4 separate regions of the Mus musculus genome follow, and all the other regions are linked to region 1. The links are chromatin contacts, called in public HiChIP or PLAC-seq maps. All regions are on one chromosome and are shown on one strand. Each heading gives the region's core, a stretch centred on a gene start, on an enhancer-like site or on the middle of the called end of the contact. The rest is flanking DNA. Distances are from core to core; before and after follow the strand shown. Region 1 has its middle 51 kb from the start of Runx3. Region 2 holds the start of Rcan3 (regulator of calcineurin 3). Region 3 has its middle 44 kb from the start of Syf2. Region 4 has its middle 52 kb from the start of Gm42327.

Region 1 (4,796 bases), core at 1,309-3,808:
GGGTCTAATAGAACGTGTCACTAGGTCTGCACTCAGAAGGGCCATTGGAGAGGAGGAAGGAGGAGTGGGGGAGGGGTGGAGTATCTTGAAGCACCTAGGACAACAGTCCTAAGCAAGAGTCCCCTTACTCTCTGACTCCCTCCCTAAACAAGAGCAAACTATTTGTAAATAAGACCGGCCCCAAACTCACAGAGATCCTCCTGCCTCTGTCTCCTGAGTGCTGGAATTAAAGGCATGTGTCACCATGCCAGGCTAGAGCAAACTATTTTCATTCAACTAGCTTTAACAGAAAAGTAACCTGCTTCCTCCCTTCCTTCTTTCCTCCCTCCCTCTCCCTCTTTTTCTCCCTCTTTTTTTTTTCTCCCTCTGTTCCCTCCTCCATTCCTCCTTTAGTGCCTAGTTAGATGCTGTCATCTCCCATGTTAGCAGGGGCTGGCCAGATTGACTTTTGGCCCAGCAGTGGGGCAGCCCAGATCTTACCAAGGGGATATTCAGCAGTCTCTCCGGGGATGCTAGGAGAGTCCAGCGGTCCCAGGGACACCTGCTGCGCTGCGTGCTCTGGCTCAGTGGGGTGTGGAAGAGGCTGGTCCTGTTCAGTCCGACAGGGATTTTAGGTCTGGGGAAAGCAGGAGGATTAGAGGAGGCTTGGGACACCTGAATCCCAGCACTTGGAGGTTGGGGGGAGAATTGGGAGGTCAATGCTGGGCAGTGGTGGCTCATGCCTTTAATCCCAGCACTTGGGAGGCAGAGGCAGGCGGATTTCTGAGTTCCAGGACAGCCTGGTCTACAGAGTGAGTTCCAGGACAGCCAGGGCTATACAGAGAAACCCTGTCTCAAAGAAACCAAAAAACAAAAACCAAAAACCAAAAACCAAAAAAAAAAAAAAAAAAAAAAAAAAAAAGCCCGAATTGGGAGGTCAGCCTCTGTTGGGCAGAAACTCCTTCAAAGCATCCAAACAATTTTGCCCCAGGCTGGGGAGATGACACAGTGGATAAAGTGCTAACAAATGGATCTGGGTAGACATGGCAACCCTGGGGAGGTGAAGACTGAGGTCTCTGGGTAAGCTGGCTAGATGACACTAGCCCTCCATCGTTAAGCCCAGGGTTTAATTGACAGAGCCTACTTTTATGAACAAGATGGAGGACAATGGAGGCAGATCTATCAACCTTGGGACGTCACAGACACGCCTACAGCCTACATATGCCCACTCGTACAGATGAGAACACACACACCCCATGACCTCACACCACATCTGTATGCTAACAGAAAAATGTTTTGCCTCCTCTTTAAAAGTTAAAAAACAAACAAACAAACAAACAAACCAAACCAAACCAAACCTGCTCCCTATTCCTACAGATCCTTCTGGGACTCAGGGGTCCCTGCAGGAACCTCGAGGTCACCTGTTTTGCAGTTTTGATCGGGAAATGTGAATAACTGTAAACACAGACCATCCCAAGTTCCCAGCCCGGGATCAGTTTTGCCACTGCCACTGGCAGTTGGTTTTTGAAGGGAAAATCCAGCAGGGCTCTGCCGTCACATTTGAACTTGACATTCTACACCTGCTTTTCCTTATCTGATGTCAAGTAGAAATCAATCATGACAGCAGGAAGCTGGATTGTCTCCAGCGTCTGTGTGACAAGGATGGCCAAGGCCGGAGTTCCTTGCCAGAGAGGGACTGCAGGGGGTTAGTGCTGATCTGGTACAAACCCTCGAGGCTCAATGGGGGCAGGATGGGGGTGGGGTGGGTGGATGGGGGCCGTAGCTATGGGGCCACACCTGTATCTTTATCCTCTCCTGCCAGATTTTACGGGTCTCTCCAGCTCTGGGGTAGCACAATGCCACTCGCCAGGCGCCAGGCCACAGGCAATCCTTGACACCCAGTGTCCATTTCAGGTTAAAACACATCTGTATGGGGCAGCCTGATGCTTTCCCAGTATCAGTGTCGTGGCTAGATGTGACTAAACAGAGACATTGGGTTTTTCTGTCTTCCACAAGCATCGGGAATAGCAAGGGAGAGCAATGTAAATAGAGACAGGCAGGCAGTGCAAGCCAGGCTTGAGGCTGATTCACGAACGCGCCGCTACGGACACCCTCACAGACATTTACCCAACCAACCTCAACTGACCCATGAAGGAACTTTGCAGAGAGAAAAAGACAAAGGGTGAAGAAGAAAGAGTACCGCTGTTTTGTTTTATTTGTTTTGTTTTATTTTATTTTTATTGCTTAGGCGATGACGAAAGTCTTTCTGCTCACTGAGAATGTTTGGAAAGCACCGGAAGCAAGAGGCTTGGCAGCAGCCCCACCCCCACCCTCACCCCTACCCCCCACCCTGAGTTGCGACTGGCCCTCGGGGACAGCCTACTGCGGTGTGTCTCCAGCCTGTTGACTAGGGGTTTCTTTTCCTGTGAGGGCGGCAGGGCTTTATTCTCTGTCACTAGTCGACTATGTTGCAAGTATCTCCGCGTCATCTGGAACTCTAGATTTTGGTCAGATCCCCTCCCTGCTCGCCTGTCCCACGATGAGCAGGGCTCGGTTGTTTCCAGCTCTCATGGTGACACATTTAGTCACAGCCGGAGGGTGATGTCGTTGAGCACGCATCTGGGGCTGTACTCCGTGTATGGAGTGCAGAGGAAATATGCAGAAATGGGAAATGAAAGTGTGAGAGTATGTGGGGGGGGGGGCATTGGCTGGGGCGGGGAGTGTTCCACCAGCATAGCCTTAGGAAACAGATTAAGAAATGTGAACCACCTTTAATCCCAGCAGGCAGAGGCAGGCAGATCTCTGAGTGTGAGCACAGAGAAACAGTCTCAAAACAAACAAACAAACAAACAAACAAACAAACAACCCAAAACCCCCAATAAACAAACAGACAAAAATAAAAAAGAAAGACAGACAAAGAGAGGAAAAATGTGAACAAAATGGAGCTGTTTTAAGGCTTTTGATAGGTACTATGGGGGTGGGGTGGGGGTGGGGGTGGGGGTGTGTCTTGCTCCATTCCATTGCTCTCAGCTTCAATGGAAACCACGCTCCTGCGGCTGAGCAATGTCCACAGGCCCAGCCATTTTTTTTTTAACTTTCCATTGTTTCTTGGCTAGTATCTTATCCACTGGCATCTTGTTTTCGACTAACTTTCTTGTGTTCTTTCTAAGTTAATGACTTGAGAGAGTTTGTTTTTTTTTTTTTTTTAATTCTTATCAGTATTGCGTGTGCGAGCACACACTCCAGCACACGTGTGGCAGTCAGGAGACAACTTTTGGGAGTCTTTTCTTCTTCTTCTTCTTCTTCTTCTTCTTCTTCTTCTTCTTCTTCTTCTTCTTCTTCTTCTTCTTCTTCTATAAGTTCCAGTGACCAAACTGGAGTCTTCAGGCTTTGACAAGTGTGACAAGTAGCTTGATGTATGTCACCAGCCCTGGTTCTAGTGTTCTCTTTGTGGTATGTGTTTTTCTTTAGTTTTGCTTGTTTTAATTCTCTCTCTCTCTCTCTCTCTCTCTCTCTCTCTCTCTCTCTCTGTGTGTGTGTGCGCACATGCATGTGTGTTGCTGTGGATCAAACGTGGGGTCTCACATATGCTAGACAGGCCCCGTCTTCTGAAGCTGCATCCCCAAACTTGTGGAGCGTTTTTATTTTTGCAGTGCAGTTCTGTGGTTTCTTCCACAGATTTGAAGCTTCGAGAACCCTCTACCTGTTTGGGTCAGGAGGACCAGAAGTGCTTAGGTGAGGAAACTGAGGGACTTGCCTTGCAGGTGCACGGTGGACTCGACTGGTACTTGGGACACCACCGGGGACAGCTCTTCAGCCCAGTCTGTGGCATCGCAGTAGAGAGAGGCTACTGAGGACTGTGGGCAAGGCGACCATAATCATGGAGGGGCTGCCAGTCAGTCAGTGTTCTTGCTATGACAGCTGACGGCTGCGGCGCTGGACTCCCAGCAGAAGCCACGTGGCACAGCTGCGGCGCGCTGGACTCCCAGCAGAAGCCACGTGGCACCGACTGTGGGGAGCGGAGGTTTTGGCTCCAGGCCAGTTAATCATCCTCTCCACTGTAGCACAGCTTGCGGGATTCCAGGTTGATGCTCTGCAGGGCTCCTGACCCAAGGGCACCAGGAAGAATCCCCAGGTCCACAGTCCCCTATTCTCCCTCTACAACTGTGCGCTGCCGGTCAGGCCGCCATCTTCCTCCCCTCTGCCTGGTGTGGCTGCACTCTAGGCCAGGCTGGACCATGAGGCTAGAACCGCTCTGCCTTCTTGCTCAGTGAATCAGGCAAGTCTTCATAGGGAGTCTCTGTGAAGGATGCTCCGGGCAGCAGCCTTGTTAGGGAGTAAAAATTTGACTCCTTTGAGGGCTGTGTTTTGCTTTCTAGATAGACACCCTGAAGAAATTGTGTTATATACCTTGGCCGTATTTTCATCTTTTGCAAGGCATTAGGATACTTCTTTTTTTTTTTTAAATATAATTTATTTTTATTTTATATGCATTGATGTTGTGTCTGTATGTATGTCTGTGTGAAGGTGTCAGAAGCCCTGGAACTGGAATTACAGACAGTTGTGAGTTGCCATGTGCGTGCTGGGAATTGAACCCATGTCCTCTGGAAGAGCAGCCAGTGCTCTTAGCCACTGAGCCATCTCTCCAGCCCCTAAAGTGATGCTCCTTAAATGATAAGCTTAACAATTTTAAGTTACTCAGAAAGCCTAGCTCCTAATACAAGCATTCTTTTCCCATCTTGTGTGCACGCAAGCTTTTCTCACCCCGCCTACCCCGGTGCACATGTGTGTGTGTGTGTCTGCGTCCGGCCATATAT
Region 2 (4,796 bases), core at 715-3,214, 230 kb before region 1:
CACCTTCTCTCTCTACTTGCCAGCACATCACTGGTACATGTAACCTTTCACAACCACTGTCTCCTCTCTCTTGGTAGGCTCCTTGATCTTATGAGCTCAACCCCCAGCACAGGGCCTTCATAACCATTGGGAAATAATAACCAATGCAAGCTGGAGCCAGGCTTTTAACTTAGAATGGCTCCAAGCCCTTCCTAAGGCTCCCGGAGCTCATTCATTCCTGAGCAGGGGTAGAGAATGCAGCAGTTCCCACACACACTGACTTAGAACTCCATCATGTGTGTGCTACATATACACGTCTGTGTATGTGTGCACAAATCTGCATGTACACACATACACATGCATACTTGTGTGCTTGTGCACATATGACTGTGGGGGTAAGAAGCTGGCCACATTTACTCTTTATTGCATATTTTGAGACGCAATTTCTCACTGAACCCAGTATTTAGCCAACTGAGTCACCTCAGAAACTGAGTTCAGAGAATCTTTCTTTCTTTTTTTTTAAGATTTATTTATTTATTATTATATGTAAGTACACTGTAGCTGTCTTCAGACACTCCAGAAGAGGGAGTCAGATCTCATTACAGATGGTTGTGAGCCACCGTGTGGTTGCTGAGATTTGAACTCAGGATCTTTGGAAGAGCAGTCAGTGCTCTTAACCATCTAGCCATCTCACCAGCCCAAGGGGAAACATTTCTATGCTTCTTGATGTGAGTATAGAAGTCACTCTCCATAATTCTTTGATGAAAAAGTGAAGAACTTGACGTGTTAAGTCAAGTTTAATCAGGAGCCTCAGGGTGGAAAGCTGCAGAAACTTCCTAAAGCAAAAGGGATACAACACTGTGATCCTGTGGGGGACACTATGGGAGTCACTCTGACGAGGATGCTATGCCCTGCATTTTGTGCCCATGACTCTCACCGAGTGACAACACTGTGTCCTTAGTTTTGACCCCCTTGTTTCATTTGTCCTATGAAGGGTCTTGCGTAAATGACAAAAGCTGATTTTCTATTTATTATTTGTTTATTATTCAGAAGGGCAGCCGTGTGGAAGTCAGAGAACACTTGCAGGAGTTCTCTCCTTCCATCACGTGCGTCCGGGGTTGGGAGCAAGGACCCTCAGAACTGAGCCATACGGCCTGGATAGCAGAGCAGAATCCTTCTAGCGGGAGCTGAGAGTTCTCCAGCTCTGTACCGTTCATCCAGTTTGTGAGCTGGAAGAGGGCACAGCTCCCTGACAGGCTGGTCTCAGCAACAGCAATTAAAATTAAAATGCCAGCCAGCCTCGGCGCTACTACTAGCCTAAACCCTGACCTAGACATAATTAATGTTCCATTATCTCCAAGGGAGATAAGCAAGACTGTGTGGAAAGGCAAACGCAAATATCATTAATATTGTACATCTGTGCTGGGTGCAATGGAGGGAGGGATGGGGCGCGCGCAGTCACACACCTGGTGACACCCATAGCACAGCCACGTCGCCATCGCCTCTACTGGGCGACGGGAGCTGCGGGGCGAGGTCGGGCACATCCGGCTGCCAGGTTCCTAGAAGGCTACCCCGGGTTAAGCTCACAGGAACCCGCCCCGAGAAGGTTCCTAGTATCCCGGCTAGCTGTTCCTGTCACTGTCACGTGAGGTCAGCAAAAAGAGAGAGAAAATGTTTCTTGGGGGCGGCGGATACCAAGGGGACATCAAAAGTCCCGTTCTGGAGGTCAAGGAAAGCCTCTGCCTTAAGAGTGCCGGCCCAGGGGGGGTGGGAAAAAAAAAAAAAAAGAGTGCCGGCCCAAGTCCCTCAAAGCCAGTGCCAGCCAGCCAAGAGGAGCAGGCGAATGCGCGCGCGCAGAACCCACCCCCGCCCCCAGAGCCCCGCCCACCACTCGGCGACTCCCGCCCACCCAGCTGTCAGCCCCGCCCTCCTGTCTGTGCGCCGGCGCAGCGCGCCCCCTGGGCGCGAGGAACCCAGGGAGGGCGCGAGGCGCGCGGGCCCGGGAGCGCGCGCGACGCTGGCAACCTCGCTCAGCCCTAGGTCACCGCCCGTGTCGCCGGCTGAGGCGGCCGCTGCGGCCCGCGTTGAGGGCGTGGTGGCTCCGGGTGGTGAGGGTCTGTCCGCCCCAGGCCGCGCTCGTGGGCATCCCCCCTCGGGCCTCTCCCCTCGAGCGCACAGGTGAGTCTCCCCTTCGCAGGGCGGGGCCGGGTCGCGGCCGCTCGGAACAGGTTTGCAGCAGCTCTGGGTGATGGATCCCCAGGATCCCTGAAAGTTAAAGCAGCCTCAGCTAGAGCAGCAGCTGCCCAGATCCTCCAGGAACCCCCTAGACGTTGCTAAGGACCAACCGCCTGATGCCCAGGATCTCCCCCAGCAGCTTCGGGGTAACGTCCTGCAAAACAACCCTCGCCCCCAGGTCCTTTCTCCTCCACCAGCAATTTCTCCACCCGCAGTTCGACTTTTTGAAAGATGTCAGGCCCAACCTGGCCCCCCCCTCCCGGAGGGCAGGGAAGGTGTGGCTAGTAAAACCCTCCTGGCAGCAGGTGGAAGCCCCACTCCCCTCTCTCCTCCCCTCCCCCAGGATGCAGGAATCCTCGTGCTTCTCTGCTTCCCTGGCATCTGGAAACTTGTCCGCTTCCTCTTGAACCCTTCAATAGCTGTCTGTTTCCAGGTTGTGGGGTTCCAGCTTCCGTGCGAAATCTCATCATCTCCTCTGGGGATTAAGATTCTAGCGGCTCACGTCCATGTTTCAGATTCAAACTAGGATTATGTAGAGTGATGTTTTATTGTAGGGTTTAAAACCAAATATATATATATTCGCGTCCCAATATTGAAGGCTATCTAGGACAATACATTTACTTGAACTTTTCGTAGAAGTCTCTCATCTACTAGTTGGCCAGAGAAGTAATTGACCATCTGTAGCTATGATTAGTGATTACTTTAAAATGTTATTTTAAGAACTGGGTGTGGCACACGTTTATAATATTAGCAAGTGGGAGACTAGTCTGGACTACATAATACGGTCCTGCCCAACAAAACAAAATAAAACCTATCTTAACACAATGCCATTACCTCTAGTCCAATATATCAATATGTAGTCCTATGAGATGGCTCAGCTGGTACAGACAGACACACTTACTGCAAAGCCTGACAGTTGGAGTTCCCGGATCCCGGGGATCAACATGGCAGGAGGAGAGAATCAGCTTTTGCAAGTTGTCCTTTGACTAATACCTGAGTGTTGCTGAGGCCACAGTCAAACACACATATAAACATTCAATAAATATATGTTAACAAAATAGTGTGCCGGGGGCGGGGGATGTCCACTGTTAAGAGCACCTACTGCTCTTGCACAGAACTGGGCTCTGAGTCCTAGCACCCGTATGTAACTTCAGTTCCAGGTGATCCCACCCCTCCTCTGACCTCTGAGGGCTTATGCACACACCTGATGCATGTACACAAACTCAGAAGTAAGTAAAAGGGCAGAATTTGAGGAATATATTAAGTCTCAGAGTCTGGGTGTTTATGCAGCATGCACAGTTGTTCATTTTGATGGGGATTTCACGTTAGCGTTCAGTTATACATTGGATGTGGGAGGATTATGAAAAAGATGAAATCAGTATCCTGTTACTCTTCACTGCAGCTTTCCAATTTGCTTCATTGGCAGCCAGTTTCCAAGAGAGGAGCTTTTAGTGTTTTGGGGGAACACAGATTTGATTTTTTTTTTTTTAACTATTCAATCATGCTATATTTTAAGGTTTTAAAACCTTGGAGTGCTCACTAACCCACGAGAAGCAATGCTGCATGATGTTACAGGAAGTGTGGGTCCAAAGGGGGGGTGGGCAGGCATGAAGATACTATAACTTAGAGCTCCAGACCTGCCACCCAGCTCCAAAAACCTACACAAAGCTCAGCCTGGCCTAGAGTGATGTAGTTCAATGGTAAAGCCCTTGACCGGCATGCTGGAGATGCCAGGTTCAATCCTCAATATGAAAACAGAGAAACAGAAAAACCCTCTCGCCATTGAGCTGCAGTAGCAGTGCCCTGAAGAGAACCGGCTCTGCTCGGGTGTCTGAGTTACATGCAGCAAACGGAATGGAGTCAGCTACTCTCCACAGCCTTGGCAGGCGGTGTTTACATTTCGTCTTTCTCATACTAACACACCGAGCAGGAATGTCACCAGTGATAGGGACAGTTATAGATTATCAATAAAAATGCGGTGACTTTAGGTCTTGAAAACAGAATACAGAAATGTAATTTTTAGGTTTTTAGAAGTTTATGTGTATGAGTGTCTTGTCTGCTTGTTCTGTGAGCCACAGACATGCCTGGGGTCCTCAGAAGTCTGAGGAAGGCATTGGCTATCCTGGGGTTGTGAGCCCCTGGGTGGGTGCTGGGAACTGAACCCAGGTCTTCTGCAAGAGCAAAAGCCATCTCTCCAGCTCCAGAAGGATAACTTTTAAAAATTCATGTTTTCAATTGTGTCTGTGTGTGAGTTTATGCACATAAGCACATATCTGTGGGGTCAAGAAGAGGACATTGGATCCTGCGGAACTGTAGTTACAGGTGGTTATGAACCACCAGAGGCGGGAGCTAGGAACCGAACTCTTGTCCTCTGCAAGAGCAGTACGTGCTCTTAACTGCGAAGCCATCCATCTCTCTAGCCCCCAAAATCTAGTCTCTATAACCGATTTTACATTAATGTTCCACCAACTTTATTATGTTGATTCTTGTCACTACTACTACTGAAAAGAAAAAAGAAGCCGGGCAGTGGTGGCACACACCTTTAATCCCAGCACTTGGGAGGCAGAGGCAAGCAGATTTTT
Region 3 (4,796 bases), core at 588-3,087, 230 kb after region 1:
ATTTTGAGACTGGGTCTCACTGAGTTGCGTAGGCTGATCTGAACTCACTCTGTAGTCCAGTCTGGCTTTGAACTTGTGATCTTCCTGCCTCAGTCTCCCAAGTAGCTGGGCTTATGAGCCTGAGCTATGAGGTCAACAGAATTTTAGAAGATTTTTTTTTTTAATTTGGGAGAAAAGGACAATGACTACCTTTGTAATTTGAGTCCGTGGATACATTCCCATTTTTAGAATTAAATTTAAATTTGAGATAATAAAGAAAAAATACATTTTTAGAATTGTTATGTTCCAAAATATCACATGGGGATTATTTATACTAAAAACAATAAGGCACTAGGAACTCCCCCTTGAGATCTGGCGTAGGGCAGCCATGACACCCCCGTTCAGAGTCATACTAGAAACTCTAGCTAATGCAATAAGGCAGGAAAAGAAAAAGAATCGCAGTTCAAGGGGAAAAAAGAGAGAAGCGTTTCTTCTCAGATTAGTTTAGGTTTTTTATGTAGAAAATTCAAAACAATCAATCACCAAATAGGAGGCCAGGCGTCACCCTCCATTGCCTTCCTGCCTCCCTCTCCTGACGCTGGCATTCTGAATGTGCCACGTTTGCTCAGAGCATCTGCTCCTTAAAAAAATAAACAAATCGTGTGTGTGTGTGATTTTTTTTTTTTTTTGTTTTACAAGACCAGCACACAGAGTCCCTGCCACTGCCCTCACCCAGAGTTCCCAACCCTTGGCCTCTCAACATTAGTTCGTTACTACCCAGCTGGACCCGCGCTTCCACTTCCACCAGTCTGCTCCTCCTCATGTACACTCTCTGCTCCTAGATGCCATCCAGGTCGTCCCCCCATGCTCAACGGTCCATCCCCTCTCCTCTGCTCTGACAGTTCACCAGTGGTGAAGGACAGAATAGGAAGGATGTGGGGACAGGACATGAAGGATGCAGACACGGGAAAACCTCTCCTGCCCTGAGAACTTGAAGCCAGGGAGATGGCTCAGCAGATAAAGGTGACTCCTGCTGAGCCTGAATCCCAGGCATCCACATAAAAGCCAAGCATGGCTACATGTGCCTGTGACTCCAGAGTTGGAGAGATAGAGACAGATAGATCCTGGGGGCTCGATGGCCAGACGACCTGGCCAAAATGGTGAGTCTCAGCTTCAGAGAGAGACCTGATACAAGAATAAGGCAGAGGGTAACAGAACAGGATGCCTGATGTCTTCCTCTGGCCTCCGAAGGAAAAAGCACATTCAAGAAAGCAAGCATGCACACTCACACACACACACACACACACACACACACACACACACACACACACACATATTACACACACACATATTACACACCACACACATACACACACACCACACACACACACGTATACACACACACAAACACACACTCACACACACACCACACATAAACACACACACACTCACACACACACATACCACACCACATACATACATATACTACACACACCATACACATCATACATATATTACACACACACATATTACACACCACACACACACATACACACGCATACACACACACACCACACACACAAACACACTCGCACACACACGCACACACACACACATACACAAAAATAATGTTCTGCAGGAAGTAAAGACAAAATGTCATCTGTCCAGACATGGGAATCTAAGGGGCTAAAATAATTGTTCTTTGGCATTTTCTGCATAATCAAAAATTAAAATCTCAGGCAAAGGGTTCTGCGTATCCAAAGGCCCCGAGACAGGGTGAAACACAGCCTCTGTACTCTAAGAACAGTGAGCAATAAGCAAGGTGGTTTGGCAGAATTAAGTGAGACTTGCTCCCATAACCACAGCAGGCAACACCCTTAGCACACATTCTAGAGGCCCCGGCCCCTGCCTGCCCATGGCTTTCCCAGGAGCTCCCGGTCTGCCTTGTAATCACCCGGTGCCCACCCCAGTTCAGACCCTGCTCTCTCCTGGACATGACAAGCTCATTGTCCCTTTTTCCTGAAGGCTACTTTTTCACAAGAGGTGTTCGGAGCCACCAGGTTTCTGTGGGCAGATGCCCCAGGGCACACGCACAAAGGCTCAATTGTCTGGTACCCGGCGCTGGACTAGCCGAGCAGGATTCTGCCCGATTCAACAACCCCACATCAAAGAGATGACGTCAAAGCTCCAGCAACCACTGAGACACAGCCCAGCCCTGGTGCCAAGGGCTCCCAGGAGGCTAATCCCACCCTGGAAGGTAAGAAGAGGGTAGAAGCAGCAAATTAGCAGGAGCTAGGGGGCGCTACTGTGCTGGGAGCCTCGACAGCATAATTGCATTCACTGAGCTGCAATTGGGAATAATAGTTAGAGAAGCAATAATCACAGGTCACACAGCCATACAAGCAGCCAGCACATTGGTTTCCCAGGCCTGCATCCTATCTGCATAGGACCCAGCCACCCAACCGCCACAGAGTGGCCAATAGAAACACCTCAAAAAGCCCCCCCACACACACACACACATAAGCCCCACCACTTAGTAGCTAGAGTCTGAGCTGACAATGGCTTTCTTGACCTTGAACTTGTGGACTGCCAAGAGACATGTCTGACTTGTGTTACATAGTCAGTCAACAACCCCTTACTGTGTCACAGACTCCAGAGAGCAGCTTACCTGTCCCACCTGATGGGGAAAGAAACACAAGGGGACCCAGGGCTGTGGGGAACAGAGCATCTCTGGTCAGCTCTAGGTAAGAGAGGAGTCCCTCCAAAGGCCCAGTGACTCTGAAGAGCTTGCTATCTCAGTCTACTTTCTGTGACTGTAACAGCATGCTCAAGACTGAGCCCGTCACAGAAAACAGAGAATTCGGTTCAAGGTTCTGCAGGGCCCGCTTCCTGGAAGGGCCTTTTCCATATGACAGTGTGGCAGAAACACAGAGGCAGCAACCCAGGACCTGATTACAGTGTAATTCTGGAACCCAGTGGAACTTTGATTTTTTTTTTCTAAGTTTACTTTTGTGTGTGTGTGTGGTTTTTCGAGACAGGGTCTCTCTGTGTAGCCCTGGCTGTCCTGGAGCTCACTTTGTAGACCAGGCAGGCCTCGAACTCAGAAATCTGCCTGTCTCTGCCTCCTGCGTGCTGGGATTAAAGGCATGCGCCACCACGCCCACCCTGTTTACTTTTAATGATGGTTCTTAAACACTTTAACCTTCCTTGTAGCCCACCACCCACCAGGAGCAGAAAAGAAAGGATACAGGGGAAGTGGACCTGTTTAGAAAGGTTCTTTGGAGCAACTCCCATCTGTGTTGTCTGGAAATTGGCAGTTCAGTTCACAGGTCAACAGTGGCAGCTCGATCCACTCACCAACACCTCATGGATACACCAGCAGTCCAGCTCGGTAGAGTCAGGATAGCAACAGCGGTGGCACGACCTAGCAGAGACAGCCAGGACTCAGTCTCAGCTCAAGTCAACAGGAGGGACCTAGAGGGACAGCAGGAGAAGTTCTCGGCTGTGCCTCTCTCAGGGAGGCGAAGATCAGCAAAGACATGAGACCCACAAGTGTTACACAACTAGTTCTATAAACAAGCCTAGCTCTCTCTCTCTCTCTCTCTCTCTCTCTCTCTCTCTCTCTCTCTCTCTCTCTCTCTCTCTCTCTCTCTCCCCCTCACTCTATGGAGTCCTATTTCTACCCTCCAAACATCACTTGTCCTCCACGTGTCTTGCCTCAGCACATGCATCTAATCAGCCTGAGTCTAAGGAAGCAGCAAGAAACTGCAGCACAGCACCAGAAGTTTTTTGGTTTGTTTCCCTCTGTGGAGTCCTGACAAATGCAGCTCAACTATGAAAAGTAAGGTGGATCAATACATGCGTGTTGTTAGCAAAGAATCCTTCATCTCATGTCCTTTCACGTGCTTGCTTTAGCAGAACATCCTCTCTCCTGTGTCTGCTTCAGTGAAATGTTCCTTCTCGAGTCTGCCTTTGCCTTTCACACCCATGTTCTCTTTAATAAAACTTCTTTCATGTGTTTGCCCCAGGAAAACACCATCCAACATAACTGACTTTCCAAAGAATTCTTAAGTTTCCACTTCACCCAGGCTAAGTTCATCCTTTCCCTCCCCCCACAAAATCCTCTCCAAGAATAACAATTTGGGTCCATTAAGGGGGGCCTCAGCCCCTGGGCCCTAACCATCTCTTAAAGGCCCCAACCTGTTCTCTCTCCACCTGTTCTCTTCCCACCTGTTCTCTTCCCACCTGTTCTCTTCCCAGCTGTTCTCTTCTCACCTGTTCTCTCTCCACCTGTTCTCTTCCCAGATGTTCTCTTCCCACCTGTTCTCTCCCCACCTGTTCTCTTTCCACCTGTTCTCTTCCCAGCTGTTCTCTTTCCACCTGTTCTCTCCCCACCTGTTCTCTTCCCAGCTGTTCTCTTCCCACTTGTTCTCTTCCCACTTGTTCTCTCCCCAGCTGCTCTCCTTCCACCTGTTCTCTTCCCAGCTGTTTTCTTCCCACCTGTTCTTTTCCCAGCTGTTCTTTTTCCAGCTGTTCTCTTCCCAGCTGTTCTCTTTTCACCTGTTCTCTCTCCACCTGTTATCTTCCCAGATGTTCTCTTCCCACCTGTTCTCTCCCCACCTGTTCTCTTCCCAGCTGTTTTCTTCCCACTTGTTCTCTTCCCACTTGTTCTCTCCCCAGCTGCTCTCCTTCCACCTGTTCTCTTCCCAGCTGTTTTCTTCCCACCTGTTCTTTTCCCAGCTGTTCTCTTCCCACCTGTTCTCTTCCCACCTATTCTGCTTCTCTTCTATTTTATTTTTATTCTTTGAGAGTCTTGC
Region 4 (4,796 bases), core at 973-3,472, 200 kb after region 1:
ATCGGGCTGTGGGCCATCCTGTAGAGCACTTCTTAGTGAGTGATGGGGGAGGGCCCAGCCCATGGTGTGTGGTGCCACCTCTGGGCTGATGGTCCTGGGTTCTATAAGAAAGCAGACAGAGCAAGCCAGTAAGCAGCACCCCTCCATGGCCTCTGCCTCAGCCTCCAGGTCCCTGCCCTGAATGAGCTCCTGTCCTGACTTCCTTCAGTGATAGACTATGCTGTGGAAGTGTGAGCCAAATAAGCCCTTTCCTCCCCAAGTGGCTTTTGTCCTGTTTTTTTCATCACACCCTAATTAAGAGACCATGACACAACACCCCTACCCCCCTGTCCCCGACACACATGATAATAAAGCTGTCTCTGTGTGAGACCTTTCTCCTGTTCCTAAAACAAGATGGTGCAATGATTATTTACACAGCATGTGTGTCCTTGGATCTCCTAAGAAATCACAGACCATCTAAGGAACATCCAAGGGTTCTGTGCAACTGCTGAATCTCATTACAGAAAAGATACAAGCATCCTCAGATTCTGATACCTGCTGGAGTCCTTGCCCCATGGGTACCAAAGAACAACGACAGATTGCTTCAACAGATCTGGACACCAGGCCAAGTTCCTTCTATTGACACTGAAGAACCTTCACCACACACCAGCTGCCATGCCTGTGACCAGGATAAAAGGTGTCAGCTGCAGAAAGAGAAGGCCTTGGGGGCTCTGCTTCTTTACACAGCTACCTGCGTATTCTGGAGCTGTGTGGGTTTAATCCAAAGCACTGCAACCAGTAGGTGGACGCTGAGCTTCTGTCAGGGCACTGGTGACACGCAGCCCTAAATACAGGGTCCCTGCTCTGGGGGTCACCAAAGCTCTGCCAGGTTTTGTGCTGCACCAGGAGCTGTTTTGCAAATGAACAGCACCTCTCTTTGAAGAGTGCACAGCCTTGAAGCAGAACCCTGGGGACCAACCAGCTACCTGCCTCTCCCATATAGTACCTGGTAGAGTCTCTCCATAGGGTAAGTAATGAGCTCTTAGGGTACGCAAGGACACCCTCATCCCCTCCCCTCTTCAGTTGATTCTTCTTCATAATCTATTAGTTACCATAATATCTATCACCTTACCCATTTTCCCATTAATATGTCCAATTCTATTGCTTGAGACAGTCAGCCAGCTCAGGGTTCGGTGAGAGACTGTATCTCAAACAGGGTGAAGAGCAGCTTCCGGGGGCACTCAACATCAGCCTGCGCCGAGACACGAAACAGCTTAGTGAGGTCACTCAGCATCTGTCCCTGATGTACGCACACAGGGACATAAATCCACACAAAGAATAAAGGGAGTGAGGGCCAACTTCATCAGCTCTTCTTACACAACCTTAAACAGAATCATTGTAAACATTTTAACCCAGATTTCCAGTTTTAAAGGTATGCATGCTTGAAATGGGTACCACTGTCTATATACGACTAAATTTTCAACAGTTTCCACACAGAACCACGGACATAGGCTCGCGAATCTGGATTCGGATCCAAAGCGCATCTCCCAGAGTTGACCTTCTCGTTTCTCATTTTCTTCACACACTCACAAAGCCAAGTTCTAACACTGAAGAGGTTTGGTTTTTTTGTTTTGTTTTGTTTTTAATTTATTTTTATGTTAGCTCTATAGGTGATTTGTCTGTATGTATGTTTGTGTACCGCGTGTGTGCAGTGCCCATGGACGTCAGAAGAGGATCCCCTGGAACTGGAGTCATGGATGGTTGGGAGCCCTCAATGTCTACCTGTGATACACAGAACTAGGAATGGACCCCTATCTTCTAGGAGCAGCACTTGCTCCTGAACCCTGAGCCATCTCCCCAGCTCCATTTTCTGAAATCTCTAATGATTCGTAATTTGGTTTGGGGAAGAAAGGCAGTCATCTCTGCTCCAAGATTGCAAAAGAGTTCTATTTTTAGACTTGCAAACACCAATTACAAGCAGCAACCCAGACAACATTCCCTGATTTCTGTTTCAGCTCCCTGTCCCCCCCCCCCCCCCCGTCCCCAGCCACTAGCAAGAACACCCATCTTTGTCTGTGTCCACTTAGGAGCTGAGGGTAATTGAATTACAAACTCAATTAAGTACAAGTTGGCACTCAAACTTAAAGACTGCTGCTTACCCATGAGCCAGAATAACGGAACACCTAGGCTCTTGGCCCAGAACGGCGCAGGGTGACTAAGCAGGCGAGAATAACACATTTCCCCTGAAATTTTGTTTACTCGTTCAATCTCGAGTCTGAGAACAATTCATCTGGGACGTTGTACTGTGAACACTCACCGGCTGAGACTCCACTCCTGTGGCTGGTTTCGACATCTTCATTAATTCAAGTCTGTGGTGCTGTCGTTTGCCTGCAAGTGCTTTCTGAATCATCTGACAGTCCTGGGACATCTGTCTCCATCATTTTTCTCCTTGTTGTCACTATAGAGGGAAAGGGAGGGCGGCTCTGACTCCTTAACTGCATTTGATGGAAGCAAGACTCACACTGCAGGATGATATAAAATGACACCTGCAGCCGCCCCTCACTCACTCAACAGGGTCCAGTGTATCCCAGACGGACCTCAAACTCATGGTGTACTTGAACTTCTCATCCTCCTGCCTCCACCTCTGAGTACTACTGGGATCACAGGAGAGAACCACCAGGCCTGGTTCACACCATGCTGAGGATTGAACCCGCCCTGGCTTTGCACCATGGGAGGCAAGAACTCTACTGACTGAGCTAATCCCAGCCTCAACCTTCTTTTTATATCTTCTAACAATGCAGTGTTTTAGGCCACTGGATTAGCTCCATCTTGCTACTGTCTCTCTCTCTCTCTCTCTCTCTCTCTCTCTCACACACACACACACACACACACACACACACACACACACACACACACGGAAGGGGCGGGGGAGGGGAGAGGCAGGCGGGAAGGGGGAGGGGGAGGGGGAGGGGGAGGGGGGAGCGTGTGTTCTGGAGGTCCAAATCTGAAGTGAGTCTGTTACGATTTGAATGGGAAATATCCATAGACTCGTGTTTGAACATTTTGTCCACCGGCACTGCTTTAAGAGGTTGTGAAGCCTTCAGGAAGTGGAGTTTAGCTGGAGGAAGTGGATCACTGAGGGGCGGGTCTTGAGCTTTATAACCCAAGCCACTTCCTAGTCCCTCTCTACTTCCTGACCTACCTTGATGCAGCTAGATGTGAGCAAGCTCGCTGAACCACAGCTGAGGGCTGTTTCTGCCGTGATGCCTTCCTTCCCCGACACGATGGTCTGTGCCCCAGGAAATCACAAGCCGAAATAAAGCCTCCTCCCTTGACTTGGAGTCACACAGACAAACACAATAACTAACACGGCCTCGCAGGGCTAAGATCACGCTGCCAGGAGGACCGTGACCTTTACTGGAGGACGCTTTCCAGCGTCTTCCCTGGCTTTGGAGGCCACTCACACTCACGGCTTCACCTCTCCAAACTCAAACCCAGCAAACACCAACAAGTCTTCCTTCCACTGGTTGCCCCCAGTTCCCCTTATTCATATCCGCTCCTTCTACGAATTACCCCATGTGATTACCCCAAGTCGCCCAGATAATCTAGAATGATCTATCACAGGGTATTAATCACCTCTTCAAATTCTCTTGTGTAAGGAAACATCCAGGTTCCAAGGGGTGGGGTGTGGACGGCTTCGGGGTCCAACTTTTCACTCAGCCTAGTGACACGCTCAGAAACTGCAGAATCACCCAGCCAAGAGGGCCCACGTCACCATGACTTCACCCTTCTGGATGCTTCCATCTTACCACTCCCTCTTCTTCTTATTTTAGTCTTTTCTGCATAACTGAAAGTAATGATGAAATTGTTCTCAAGAAAAAATCGCCAGTTTTCGAGGGATTGAAAAAATTAGATTAATAAAATCCAATTAATATATCTGAGACTTACGAAAGTGTCTAGTGGTCTCATGCACAAGATAAAATACCACTTTGATGTTTGTTCTGTGCTGTGGTGGCCGGGGTGGTTGAAACCACTGCGTAGCCTGGCTGCCCGTAATGGGTAGGACATCCTTGCCTCAGCCTCCTGAGGGATGCAATTCTAGGTGCACGCCACCACACCAGCTCCAAGAAATCTTCTGCTGTCTAGAAATGAGAAGTAAGCCAAACATAGCAAACACCTTTAATCCCAGCACTCAGGAGGCAGAGGCAGGCGGCTCTCTGTGAGTTTAAGGCTAGCCTGGTCTATATAGTGAGTTTAGGACAGCCAGGGCTATGTAGAGAGACATTGTCTCAAAAAAAGAAAAGGAAGGAAGAAAAGAATGAATGATGGACAAGTACAAATTTGCCTTGTTCTTTAGAAGACCTCAAATGAAGAATAGAAGCTGTGAAATCCCAGCCCTGGCAAGCAGAGTGATTCAATCAAGAGACTGAGCCCAGAGAATCCCCAGTGTATCTGAGGGTCAGGCTGGGTTCATTCCCAGCCCTGCCCACTCCCACGTGGCAGCCTGAGTCTCAAACTCTGATTCTCAAGGTAAATGGGTTACAGCAAGGGGGTCAGGTAGAAGATGCCGTGTTCATTAGAGAAAGGTAAAGTCAAATAAGAAATCCCACCTCTGCCCTCCCCCACCCTCCCCCCACCCTCCTCCACCTTTTCCCCCACCCCCACCCCATATGAGGTTTATCAGCTTTTAAATGCCCAAAAATGACTGGTAATTCTTAGTGGGCTAAAATGAAAACCCAGAATTACCAAAGGCACATCTCATGACTCTACCCTACTGAATCAGGCCCTCCTTCCTGAGCTACCTAGACAGTCGCATC

Evidence for each region. HiChIP or PLAC-seq counts read pairs in DNA pulled down with a chosen protein or histone mark.
Region 2: an HNF4G HiChIP or PLAC-seq map of pancreatic cancer cells shows a contact between it and region 1. The contact joins the promoter of Rcan3 here to the enhancer-like site in region 1. A contact is called at or near these places in 2 of 39 promoter capture datasets (both in liver), 3 of 484 Hi-C or Micro-C datasets (CD4 T cells, the G1E-ER4 cell line and liver), 2 of 115 datasets of contacts at active chromatin or transcription factors (effector CD8 T cells and pancreatic cancer cells) and 2 of 9 other capture datasets (adipose tissue and liver).
Region 3: a contact with region 1 is called in an HNF4G HiChIP or PLAC-seq map of pancreatic cancer cells. The contact joins two enhancer-like sites. A contact is called at or near these places in 4 of 15 datasets of contacts at CTCF or cohesin (CD8 T cells, the NIH/3T3 cell line and embryonic stem cells), 19 of 484 Hi-C or Micro-C datasets (the 3T3-L1 cell line, the C10 cell line, CD4 T cells and 14 more) and 25 of 115 datasets of contacts at active chromatin or transcription factors (the 230-238 cell line, CD8 T cells, the HPC-7 cell line and 19 more).
Region 4: an H3K4me3 HiChIP or PLAC-seq map of bone marrow-derived macrophages shows a contact between it and region 1, with 8 times the contacts expected there. The contact joins two enhancer-like sites. A contact is called at or near these places in 3 of 15 datasets of contacts at CTCF or cohesin (the NIH/3T3 cell line, embryonic stem cells and large pre-B cells), 8 of 484 Hi-C or Micro-C datasets (bone marrow-derived macrophages and embryonic stem cells), 18 of 115 datasets of contacts at active chromatin or transcription factors (the HPC-7 cell line, the NIH/3T3 cell line, T-cell acute lymphoblastic leukemia and 12 more) and 1 of 9 other capture datasets (embryonic stem cells).

The regions. Positions count from the first base shown.
Region 1 is chr4:135,201,158-135,205,953 of GRCm38.p6, reverse strand. No RefSeq gene overlaps it. Among named protein-coding and RNA genes, the nearest start is that of Runx3, 51 kb to the right of the region's middle. Within about 2 kb of position 2,558, at least 161 of the 459 cell types and tissues checked have an H3K27ac peak or open chromatin away from gene starts, as enhancers often do. A contact at or near this core is called in the G1E-ER4 cell line, adipose tissue, bone marrow-derived macrophages and 3 more, where this site is marked.
Region 2 is chr4:135,430,973-135,435,768 of GRCm38.p6, reverse strand. It overlaps Rcan3 (regulator of calcineurin 3), which reads left to right and starts at 1,964. Exons shown (of 5, transcript NM_022980.4): 1 at 1,964-2,157.
Region 3 is chr4:134,972,837-134,977,632 of GRCm38.p6, reverse strand. No RefSeq gene overlaps it. Among named protein-coding and RNA genes, the nearest start is that of Syf2, 44 kb to the right of the region's middle. Within about 2 kb of position 1,837, at least 50 of the 459 cell types and tissues checked have an H3K27ac peak or open chromatin away from gene starts, as enhancers often do. A contact at or near this core is called in pancreatic cancer cells, where this site is marked.
Region 4 is chr4:134,996,582-135,001,377 of GRCm38.p6, reverse strand. No RefSeq gene overlaps it. Among named protein-coding and RNA genes, the nearest start is that of Gm42327, 52 kb to the left of the region's middle. Within about 2 kb of position 2,222, at least 70 of the 459 cell types and tissues checked have an H3K27ac peak or open chromatin away from gene starts, as enhancers often do. A contact at or near this core is called in bone marrow-derived macrophages and pancreatic cancer cells, where this site is marked.